Regions from separate parts of the Sus scrofa genome. Here region 2 is linked to region 1. The links are chromatin contacts, called in public HiChIP or PLAC-seq maps. All regions are on one chromosome and are shown on one strand. Each heading gives the region's core, a stretch centred on a gene start, on an enhancer-like site or on the middle of the called end of the contact. The rest is flanking DNA. Distances are from core to core; before and after follow the strand shown. Region 1 holds the start of RAB3A (RAB3A, member RAS oncogene family). Region 2 holds the start of ARRDC2 (arrestin domain-containing protein 2).

Region 1 (5,935 bases), core at 1,134-3,633:
AGGCAGCGATCGGCAGTGGGGGCCAAGGTCTCCTTCTTCCACCGCCCCCCTCCTCATTCTGACTTTTTCACAAGATTTGGCGGAAAAACGGTGGAACATCTTTGACCCCAAACTCCATCTCTGAGTCTCCTTTTGCCAGGAAGGAGGAGGGAGGATTCTTGAGTCTCCGTCTCTTAACTCAGGAACCAGGGAGGGGTAAAGCATCTCCGACCCTGCATCGTTATTGTTGGTTTTTAAACCTTGTTCGTATCCTCCCTGTTTCCCATGCCTTTTACTGCAGGCTTTGCGAGTTTGGGGGACAGGCCGTCTCTCCGCCCTGCTTCCGCCATTTCTTCGAATTTTTCTCTGGAAAATGGGGCACAGGAACGAGAGGGGTTCCCGGAGCGTCCATCAGCTCTTTCCTTCCTTCTGGGAATTGGGGAAGGGTGGCTCTCTTGGTCCCAATTGCTTCTTTCTCCATCTCATTAACAGGGTGGAGCATCCACCAGCCCGGCTCCCTTTGGGGATCTAACATCTCAGAAATTAGACAGGGTCTATCTTTACCCCTATTTCTGTTTTTTCTTCTTTTGCACTTATTTTGAAATAGGAGACATGGAGCATCTTCTCGGTTCCTTTTTTCTGAAACTGGGGTGTTTAACGAGAGGTCACGGCACTCAGGACTGGGCGGGGACCCCCTGATCCCGGACCTGGGGTGCGCGGGGGTGGGGAAGGGGAACGCCCCCAGAAGACCAAGGCTCCGCCAAAGCCTCAACCTCTCCGCCCTTCAACCACTCGGGAACCAACGCTGGACGAGAGGAGGGCCGTGACAATCTTTTATTGGCTATTTAGCAAATCGCTTGAACACTTAAGCCAATCATAAGGCGCCGTGAAACCCCGCCTCCCTAACACTGGAGAGAGGTGGCCCCAGCAGGCGATTCCTCCCCTCCGGCACTGCTTTCGCTAGCTACTGGATGCGCTCGCTGGGCCCCGCCCCATTCTCGCGTCAATCTGCGTGGGGAGCCTCGCCCCTCCCCGCTCTGCGTGTGACAGTGGACCCTATCTCAATGCGTGGCTCCGCCCCAGGATGGCGTCACGGCCGTATCTGCATGTGAGGCCCCGCCCTGCTCTTTGCAGGACGTCACCAAGGACTGCAGGGGCCTGAGCCGCTGCCGCCGCCTCCGCTGCCGCGCAGCCCCACATCAACGCACTGGGGGCCCCGTCGCCACCGCTAGGGTCACCACCACATCACTGCAGGGCAAGGTGAGCTCCCGAGTGTCCCTGTGCACTCCCGCTCGGAGTACCTACATAACCTTCATTTGACTGATGGGCTGGCTGGGGTGAGAGACGAGGTTGGCAGGTGTTAAATGAGGGGAAGGATGCGGCGGTCGCGAGCCTGGGGAGGGGTAGGTTCCCCTTACCTGCTGGATCCTCCTCCCCACCCCCACCTCTCCACCCCGGTTCTGCGGCGGAGGGGGAGGGGAGACGAGACGGGTGCCTTGCGGGAAGCTGTGCGCGCGGGAGGCTCCATGCGTGCGCGTGCGCGTGGTGTGCACACGCGTGTGCGCGCCCGCCTGTACCGGCCGATTTGTGTGTACCCTTGCTTGGGTCCCAGGGTATGCTCTTGTGACCCCCCCGGGTTTCCCTACTCAAGTTTGTGCATGTTGCACGCGTGTGGAGGGGGACGCGTGGACTATGCGTGTGCGTGCACAGCAAAGTGCATACATGTACAGAGATGCGTGCCCATGTGGGTGACGTGTACTCGGCTGCATAGGTGGAGGACACAGTGCGCACGGGTGGATTTGCTCATTGGTATATGCATGTCGGTGTGCAGACAGGTGTCTGCCTCTGTCCTGTGCGCCGAGTGTGTTCGATGCTCAGATATGCACGAATGTGCCCTGGTGTGTGCCCTGCTGTGTGCACGTGAGCGTGAGCACGCCCTGCTCCTATCACGTGGGGTAGCTGCTTCAGCCCGAGCTCTCCCAGCCTGGGAATCTGGGAGGACTGCAGATACGCGTCCCCGCGGGTACCGTACACGCGTGTGCACGTGCGCTAGCGCCGCTCAGTTCTGAGGAACGTGAATGATTGATAGGGGGCGGGGCCGGCCGCAGTCACTCCCCTAGGCACAGCTGTAGGGCTTAGGTTGCTGTCGGACCAGGGGCTCCGGCCTGCAGCGATGTCTCCATCCCTTTCGGTCTGAAAGTCCTCCCCTGAAACCTTGGGCCTTTCAAGGTCAAGGCCCGCCCTCTGCTGTGGGCCCCACCATTAGTACTGGGGCTCCTGACGGGATAAAGGTAATCTCTGTCTCACTCTGGGAGCTCTGGAGTTCTTCCATCCTGAGTCTGGGCTTGGGCGTTTGGAGTTGGAGGGCGACCCTCTCACGCTCGCCTATGCCCCGTACCCCCAGATGGCATCTGCCACAGACTCGCGCTATGGGCAGAAGGAGTCCTCGGACCAGAACTTTGACTACATGTTTAAGATCCTCATCATTGGAAACAGCAGTGTGGGCAAGACATCCTTCCTCTTCCGCTATGCAGACGACTCCTTCACGCCTGCCTTTGTCAGCACTGTAGGAATCGACTTCAAGGTCAAGACCATCTACCGGAATGATAAGAGGATCAAGCTGCAGATCTGGGTGGGTCCAGCTGGGGGAATTCTGTCTCCATCACTCCCTCTCTGTCCCAAAGAGCAGCCCAGCTTTCCCTATTGCTTTCCTGTCTAGATTCATTCATTACACACTGAGCATTTTTTCAGGCCCTTACTGTGTACCACAGGATAGAGGCACAGAAGAGGGTATCTCGGTTCTTTCAGTGTGTCATCGGTGCTCTCCAAGGGTGGGGAAGTAGCAAATGCCAGGTAGGTCCTCTCCTACCTCTGACATCATTGGACACATCATTTGCTTGGTGCCTCAGCTTCTCTCCCCATCTTCAGCTTCCTCCATGTGGCTCTGTATGAGGTTTCAGAGAAATCTTGACCCCCCCCCCCACCTCATTCTCCGAGACAGGAACAGGCTCCTCTAGCCACCTCCCTCAGTGCCTCTGAGACATGAGGGAGCCTGCTAAATCCAAAGTCAGAACCATCCCTTCTCTGTTCACAGTTCTGCCAAGGCTCCCACCTCATCTGGGTTAAACCTGTGCCTTCTCCCCCTGGCTAAGATCCTGTGTGGTCTATCCTTGTTGATACCCAATCTCATTTGTATCCCTCCATCTCTACCTCAGCCTCTTCACTGTCTCACTGTTCCTCAAATATACCAGACATAGTCCACATCTGGGCCTTTCCCTGGGCTGTGCCTTCTGCCTGGATTACCTTTCTTCTTATCTCTGCAGGGCTCCCTCCCTCATCCTTCAAGTTTTTTGTTTTTTGTTTTTTTTTTTTTGTCTTTTTAGGGCCACACCCTCAGCATATGGAGGGTCCCAGGCTAGGGGTCTAATCAGAGCTGCAGCTGCCTGCCTACACCACAGCCACAGCAATGCCAGATCCAAGCCATATCTGCAACCTACACCACAGCTCATGGCAACACATCCCCAACTCACTGAGCTTGGCCAGGGATCAAACCCACATCCTCTTGGATACTAGGTGGATTTGTTTTCGCTGCACCATGACAGGAACTCCTGATTTTGGTCTATTTTGGTTTTTTGTTTTGTTTTTGTCTCTCTCTCTCTTTTTCCTCTTTTGTTCTACCCAGTTATGTGGTGGGTTTCTTGCCCTTTTTGGAGGTTTAAGATCTTCTGTCAGCATTCAGTAGATGTCTTGTACGAATCTTTCTACATGTAGATGGGTTTTTGTTTTTGTTTTGTTTTTTTTGATGTGTTCATTGGAGAAGATGAGTACCTTGTCTTACTCCTCTGCCATCTCAATCCCGATGCTATTGGTTTTTGTTTTTTGCCCACACCCAGGGGCATGTGGAAGTTCCCAGGCCAGGGGTTGAACCCATGCCACAGTGGCAGCCCAAACCACTGCAGTGACAACGCTAGATCCTTAACCATTTGTGCCACAAGAGAACTCTCTGGTGCTTTTTTTTTTGGTCTTTTTGTCTTTTTGCCATTTCTAGGGCCGCTCCTGCGGCATATGGAGGTTCCCAGGCTAGGGGTCCAATCGGAGCTGTAGCTGCCGGCCTACACCAGAGCCACAGCAACGCGGGATCCGAGCCGCGTCTGCAACCTACACCACAGCTCACGGCAATGCCAGATCCTTAACCCACTAAGCAAGGCCAGGGATCGAACCTGCAACCTCATGGTTCCTAGTTGGATTCGTTAACCACTGAGCCACGACAGGAACTCTACTCCCTGGTCCATTTTGTTAACACCTAGGTCCCTAGTGCCTGGCACAGGTCAGTGCCCAGCACATATGTGCTGAATGAATGAAGGAACGATTCTGTAGCTACCTTGGGATGACTGGGTACCACATTCCCGGTGCAGGCAGCCTACTCACTCTCCCTGACCCACTGTGCTCCTAGGCAAGCCCCTACTCCTCTGGGCCTCAAGGGGGTGGATGATTTCAGAGTTCATTTCCACTCTTAGGAGCTTCTGTGTGTGTCCTCTCTGCCACTCATCTCTTCTTCCCCAGGACACAGCGGGGCAAGAGCGGTACCGGACCATCACGACAGCCTATTACCGGGGCGCCATGGGCTTCATCCTCATGTATGACATCACCAATGAAGAGTCCTTCAATGCAGTGCAGGACTGGTGAGCATGCCCCACCCACTCTCAGGTGGTTTTCAAGCCAGGCTTGATGCAAAGCCTGGGGTGCAGCCTGAGACTAGGGAGCCCCAGCCCCCTATCAGAAATATAAATAACAATATTGGGGGTCCCAGCCCTGCTATCAATCTATAATCATTAAAACCATATGACACCAGCTTGAAATAATGGGAAAAGAAGATTTCAGGAGTTCCCTGGTGGCCTAGCTATTGAAGGATCTAGTGTTGTCACCCCAATGGCTCAGGTTAGATCCCTGGTTTGGAAACTTACATATGCTGTGGGCATAGCCAAAAAAAAAAAGTTTTCAGGAGTTCCTGTTGTGGCACAGCAGAAACGAATCCGACTAGGAACCATGAGGTTCGATCTCTGGCCTCGCTCAGTGGGTTAAGGATCTAGCGTTGCCCTGAACTGTGGTGTAGGTCACAGACTTGACTTGGATCTCACATTGCTCTGTGACTGTGGCATAGGCCAGTAGCTGTAGCTCCGATTAGACCCCTCGCCTGGGAACCTCCATATGCTGCAAGTGTGGCCCATAAAAAAAAAAAGATTTCAGATGGAAAAATGAAATAGTGAACATCAAGGAAAAAAAAAGCCTGAGAGGGACAGAAAACATAAAGGCAGTTTGTATAGATTAGAGGATATAAACATTTAAAATTTTTGCCCAGAGTAAGGATAACGTTTAAAATGTAATGTTTGAATTTGCTCAAGAGGGAGAAATTCTTCTGGGGCTGATATGGGGTGATCTGGGAAGGGTAAGCTGCTTGAAAAAGAGGGATCTCCCAGAGTTCCCGTTGTGGCTCAGCATTAACAGACTCGACTAGTATCCCTGAGGTCACAGGTTTGATTCCTGGCCTCACTCAGTGGGTTAAAGATCTGGCAATGCTGTGAGCTGTGGTGTAGGTTGCAGATTTGGCTCGGACCCCTCATTGCTGTGGCTGTGGTGTAGGCTAGCAGCTACAGCTCCAATTTGACCCCTAGCCTGGGAACTGCCATGTGCCATGGTGCAGCCCTAAAAAAGACAAAAAAAAAAAAAAAAAAAAAAAAAGAAAGAAAGAAAGAGGGACTCCCAAGATCATTGAACTGCAGGAGCAGGAGCAGATACATGGCAGGACAGAGGGACCAAGCCTGCTTCTCTCAAGGAATAAATGAGTTGTGGGGCTCTGGAGTTGGGTGAATAAGGCAGGGGAAGATGGAGACGGGTAGAGCTTAGATTCTCCAAGTCCTAACCTGCCTGTCACCACCTCCTCCAGGTCAACCCAGAT
Region 2 (5,356 bases), core at 1,984-4,483, 170 kb after region 1:
TCGGAAGGGACGCGCAAGCGCATTCCCAGACTCAGGCAGAAACTGCTCACAGCCTACGCTGGCGCCGCATTTATACGGCAGGGAGGGTGGGGCGCGGCGCCAGTCCCGCCCCCGGAAGGGAATACGCCAATGGGGCGCGACGAGAGGCGTGGTTCCGCCCAGGCGTGGGGCAAAATAACAAAAGCTCCGGCTGGAGGTCGGCTGCCCTCCGCCCTCGGGGATCCTGGGGTGAAACAAGCATCGCAGGACAGGACGAATATCCGTCAGACTCCGGGAATAAAAAGAAAAAACAGGCCTGGAGGCGGGACCTAGGCCTGAGGTCGCCCAGCAAGAGATTCTGTCGGCTTAATTATCACCAGTCGGCCGCCAGTTGCAGACGTGACTCGATGCACATTCAGCCCAAGCTAGAGGGGTGTGAAATGGCCAGGCCCCAGTCGAGGCCCTCAGAACTTAAGACTAACTACCTCGGGCTTCAGTTTACCCACTCTGTGCAATGGGAGGAGGAAGTGGATGGCGCCTCCCTTCACTCGGGTGCCTGCTGCCCCCTCCTCTGATTCGAAACTCGCTAAGCTGGCTGACCTGGGCTAGTGACAACCCCTTGGAACCTGAGTTTCCAGGTTTGTAGAGCCAGAAGAAAATCTGTCCCGACCTTAGGGTTGTGCATGAATCATAGTGTAGCCCCTACTCGACCACTCCCAGAGCCTCTCTCCCAGCCTGACAACCACTACTCGGCTGCACCTTAGCGCTTTTGCCCAGGCTGTTCCTACCACCCGGCTTTCCCTTTCCAACTTTCAACTATGGCCCACACCCCGCCCCCTCCACACGACTCCCCGCCGCCACACCTCCGCCAACTCCTACTTGCCCTCCAGACCTAGTTCATCCCCTCACTGACAGAACCAAGTACTGGAGAAGCTCTAGGAACCCTCGGGTTCAGGGCTGGAGTGTGCCTTTGGGGGCGGTAACCTCTCTCTGGGTCCAGTTTTCTTAAAGAACCGCGAGTAGAATTTCTAAGTCGGAGGCGGCTTGCTCACGATCTGCGGGGCATCTGCGCCCTCTGGTGGCATGAGAATGCACTGCCTCTCCAACCCACCCTCTACCTTGGCCATCCCCTTTAAGTCTGGCTTAGGCCAGGTGGGCTGCCCCATCCCCACCCCCGCCCCCGCCCCACCACTGCTCAGCATCCCAACGGGCCTCAGCTAGGAGGCCTCAGCACCCCAACGGGGGGCATCTATAACCAGTCACGGCCAGCCAGTGATAGGGGGCAGGACAGGCCGGAAGAGAGAGGTAGAGGCTGTCCACTCAGTGATCAGCCTGAGGGACTGCCTGGAAGAGGGGGCTCTGGGACTGAAATAAGAGGTTGAGACCTTTTCTCAGGTCTAAGAGGAGCCTAAAAGGAGGCGAAGAGACCATAAGCCCAGGAGGGGATGGGCAATGAAGGGGAGATGGGAAGGCTCCTACTGAGTCAGGGCCCTCAGTCCAGTTCACAGCTGGGTCCCCAGAGGCCCAGAGACAGGCAGGGCCCCATGAGGGGTCACACAGCAGCTCCACAAACTTCACCCCTCCAGTATCTTAAGAAAGCCACCAGTAAGTGAGACCAGCCCCAATTTCGCTCGAGTCACAGGGAAAGGGAAGTGCCTACAGGGCCCCTTCCTGCCTCACCCCATGCTGGCTACACCTCAGTTTCCACAGCTGGTCAGCACACCTGGGGGCTGCTGGGACAAGGCTGCAAACCTGCATGCAAAGCATCTGGTGTGTACAGTGCCGGAAAAAAAAAAACAAAAAACAAAAAAAACAAAAAAACGGGTGTGTGGTGGGTACTGCAGGCAGGGAGCCAAGCCTGAGCTGCTTCCTGCCTCCACCCATTTTGCCAGTGGGTACGGTGAGGTCTGCCTTCCCTGAGAGGAGGTGGTCAGGGCAGCCCAGAGAGTCTAGCATCTTCCTCAGCCACACAGTACCATATTGTGACACAGACTTACTCCTTCTGTGGCCCCTGTTCTGCTCCTGACTGGCTGTACAGCCTGAGGGTTGGGATCTCAGGTTCAGGGCAAGGGAAGGCCATGTCCAAGACCTAAGACTGCCAGCCCAAGTCTCCTCCCTGCCTAGGATACAGTCCTACCCTCTCATGTGCAAACACCACCAGAACCCCCAACCCTGTGAAGAGCCCTTCCTTCAAACACTGGGAAAGAGCACTGACAGTACATGAGACAGGGCCCTTCTTTGGGAATCAGAGGTCCCAGGCCTGGGGCTAACGTGGCATCTTGTGATCCAGAAAGGATTTCCCAGCTCCACCCAGGGATTCACCCAGACTCCCATTTAGTGCGTGTGTGGTGGAGGGTGAGGGGGTGGGGTGTCTCCACTGCAAACCTCTAAGTCGAGGTTGTCCGGCTCTGAATGGGGTGCACCCAGATCCTGGGAGGGATTCCTGGGAAAGAGGGTTTAGGAAGTGGGTAGGTGCGTGGATGTCCCGGTAGGAAGGTCCACACCCCGGGGAAGAGGTCTCCACTTCATGAGGAGGATCACCCAACTGCACAGCCTCTAAGTCGAAAGGCTGGCTCCGGAGAGGGGGGCCCACTCCTCGGAAGAAGGTCCCGGGGTATCTTGGCTTGGGGGTGGGGGTTGGAGGGGCTCACCTCGGAGGAGCAGCTGCCGCCGCCGCAAGTACGTCTCGGCAGCCGCGTAGTCGCTGGACACGGCGTTTATACCCACGCTTCGGCCCTCGAGCCAGTGCGTGGCCGCCCAGCCGCGGGCCGCCACCTCGAGCGCTCGCACCCGCAGCGGCGCGGCCGCCTCCAGCAGCACCCGGCCGCACAGCCGCTCCCCGCCGCGGTACGCGCCGCCCGGGCCCCGCGCCAGCTCCAGAACGAAGCTGCGCACGCCCCCCGGGCGCATGGCGCGGGCCGGGGCCCACGGCGGGGAGGACGCGCCCGGCGGGGGCCCGTCGGGCCCGCGGAGGCCGGGCGCGCCGCTGGGGAGCGTCTGCAGGCCTCCCAGGTCTCAGCGCTGGTCCTTGCCGCCGCCGCCTCCGGGTGCCCCCCAAGCTTTCTCCTCCTTCTACGAACTTGTGCGGGCGCCGCCGGCCGGCGCGGAGTTGGCTGACTTCCTGATTCTCCGCGTCCGCCTCGTGACGCGCCCGGGCCTCAGGGGACCTGCCGCCGGCGTGCTGGCGCGGCTGACTTTGCTACCCCTCAGCGCCGGGCGGGCCCTGCTTTCGCAGGGTAGGCGCTGTTGAGTCAGAGGCGGGCGGGGGCGGATGTGGATGGCGTGGTGCTACCCGGCTGTCTTGTGTTCTCATTCGTCCCCTACCCGGCACCTTTGGACCGGGCGCCGCCCCAGCCTCCTCCCTGGTCTCCCTGCCACCATCTGGTTGTTCCCCAGACACACCAAACTCGGATCTTGGCTCTTGGCCTTTGCACTGGTTGTTTTGTTACTTGGAACGCCCTTCTCCAATGTACCCACCCTCGCCCAAATGTCACCTCCTCAGAGTCATGCTATGGGCTTATTTCTTTATGATTCTGGTCGCTGTGTTTGCAACTGCTGTGTGTTTACTGTGCTTCCTCCATCAGCCTGAGTGCTCCCAGGGGTGAGCCTTGTGCCCTATTCTCTGGCACCTGATCTTACAGAAGAAACTGAGGCTCCCAGAAGGGCAACCACTGGCCAGAAGCACCCAGCGGTGGCACAGTCTGGCTTGAACCCATGTCTGACCACTCACCACTGACACCTCCCCAGACACTCTTACTCTTGGGCCCATCCTATCATCCCCAAACAGATGGCCCCTGGCCTTATCAGAGGCTGCCAGCGCCTGGGCTCTCAGCTGGGCCCAGATTAGCCTCCCTCTCCACCCAGGGCCCAGCATCTGCCAAGTGCCTGGCACCCCAACCCGACTCCAGCATTCTGAGCCCAAGGCCTGAGGGGACCTGATTCTACTTGTTTGGAAACTTCCTCTCCATCCTACCCCAGGAGGTCCTCTCTCACCCCAGGATCACACCACTCTTCTCCCCATGGAGAGCCCTCCACCAATTCCTCTTGACCTGTAGAACCCCCAATTTAATCCCTGGCTCCCCATCTCCCTCATTCGGTAAGTGGCTTCACTTCTCTGAGTCTCCCGGTCCAATTATGGTCAGGTCCTGAAGACTGGATGGCCCTCCTTACTCATGTACTTACTGGAGCCTGGCTCATAGTGGGTGCTCCAGCAAAGCCAGATGGAAGGACCTCCCGATTATCTGCTGCCTCCTGCAGGCCAGGCCATGCCCTCCACTTATTTATTTATTTACTCATATTTTTTAGGGCCACACCCACGACATATGGAAGTTCCATATGGAGTCAAATTGGAGCTGCATCTGCCAGCCTATATACCACAGCCACAGCCACAGCAATGCCAGATCTGAGCTGTGGCTGCAACCTATGACGTGGCAATGCTGGATCCTTAACCCACTGAGCAAGGCCTGGGATTGAACCTGCATCCTCAGGGATGCTATTTGGGTTCTTAACCTACTAAGCCACAGGAAGAACTCCTGGGCCATGCCCTCTGGAGGGGCCTCCTACTGGGGCCAGGTGGGACTGATGTAGATGTCCTCAGGGAGTTGTCCCTGACTGAACTCAGGTCCAGGAGTCTGCCAGGCTAGGATAGTGATGGGATGGGCTCACTGTGACCCCCAAATCCTGTCTGGGCCCTGGGGTCGGATGTCCACCTCCCATGTTATGTGATTACGGGTGCGCCCCCAGCCACACACAACAGGCAGCAGCTGGGTGGGTCCTGCTTTATTTGGAACTGGCAAGGACCCCTCTCCTGGCTGCTCCACACCCACCAGGGGCCTAGGGAGAGCCAGGGGGCCGGGGGACTAGAGGAAGCTCCGGGCTCCTGCAGCTCCAGTCAGGGAGGAAGCGGTGGTCAGTGGCCCACCCCTGCTCTCACCTGCGGTCTGGCCCTGCCCTCTGCCCGGACAGTCTAGGAGGGGCGTGGTGGGGCGGGCCCCAGTCCACTCAGCCCAACTCAGCTTCGGCTCCTTGAACTCCAAGAGGCGCCACTGTACAGGGCTTCCCGGATGGCATGGAGGTGGCGGCCACACGATGGCCAAGATTGAGGGGTCTGGTGGCAGGCAGGGCCGTCACCCGCAGTCTGAAGGGGCCACGGGTGGCCACCGGTGTGGGGAACTCCGAGTCACCTGGTCCGAGGGGCCGGGGCCAGGCCGGGGAGGCAGGGGTGGTGGGGGCGGGCGTATGGCTTGGGCGATGAGGCCGGGTAAGGCCTGCAGGGAGGTGCCCAATGCATCCAGGCGACTTTCGAGGGCAGCCAGGCGGACCTCAAGTTCCTCGTGCTGGGCATGCAGCTCGGACATGAGGTCGTACATGACATTCT

Evidence for each region. HiChIP or PLAC-seq counts read pairs in DNA pulled down with a chosen protein or histone mark.
Region 2: a contact with region 1 is called in an H3K27ac HiChIP or PLAC-seq map of alveolar macrophages. The contact joins the promoter of ARRDC2 here to the promoter of RAB3A in region 1. A contact is called at or near these places in 1 of 47 Hi-C or Micro-C datasets (heart right ventricle) and 1 of 2 datasets of contacts at active chromatin or transcription factors (alveolar macrophages).

Annotation. Positions count from the first base shown.
Region 1 is chr2:59,602,006-59,607,940 of Sscrofa11.1, forward strand. RAB3A (RAB3A, member RAS oncogene family) reads left to right here and starts at 2,384. Exons shown (of 4, transcript NM_001123179.1): 1 at 2,384-2,611; 2 at 4,543-4,661; 3 at 5,924-5,935. The coding sequence starts at 2,384.
Region 2 is chr2:59,775,267-59,780,622 of Sscrofa11.1, forward strand. It overlaps ARRDC2 (arrestin domain-containing protein 2), which reads right to left and starts at 3,234. Exons shown (of 8, transcript XM_003123504.4): 1 at 2,631-3,234. The coding sequence starts at 2,889. It overlaps KCNN1 (small conductance calcium-activated potassium channel protein 1), which reads right to left. Exons shown (of 12, transcript XM_005654901.3): 12 at 4,744-5,356. The coding sequence ends at 5,106.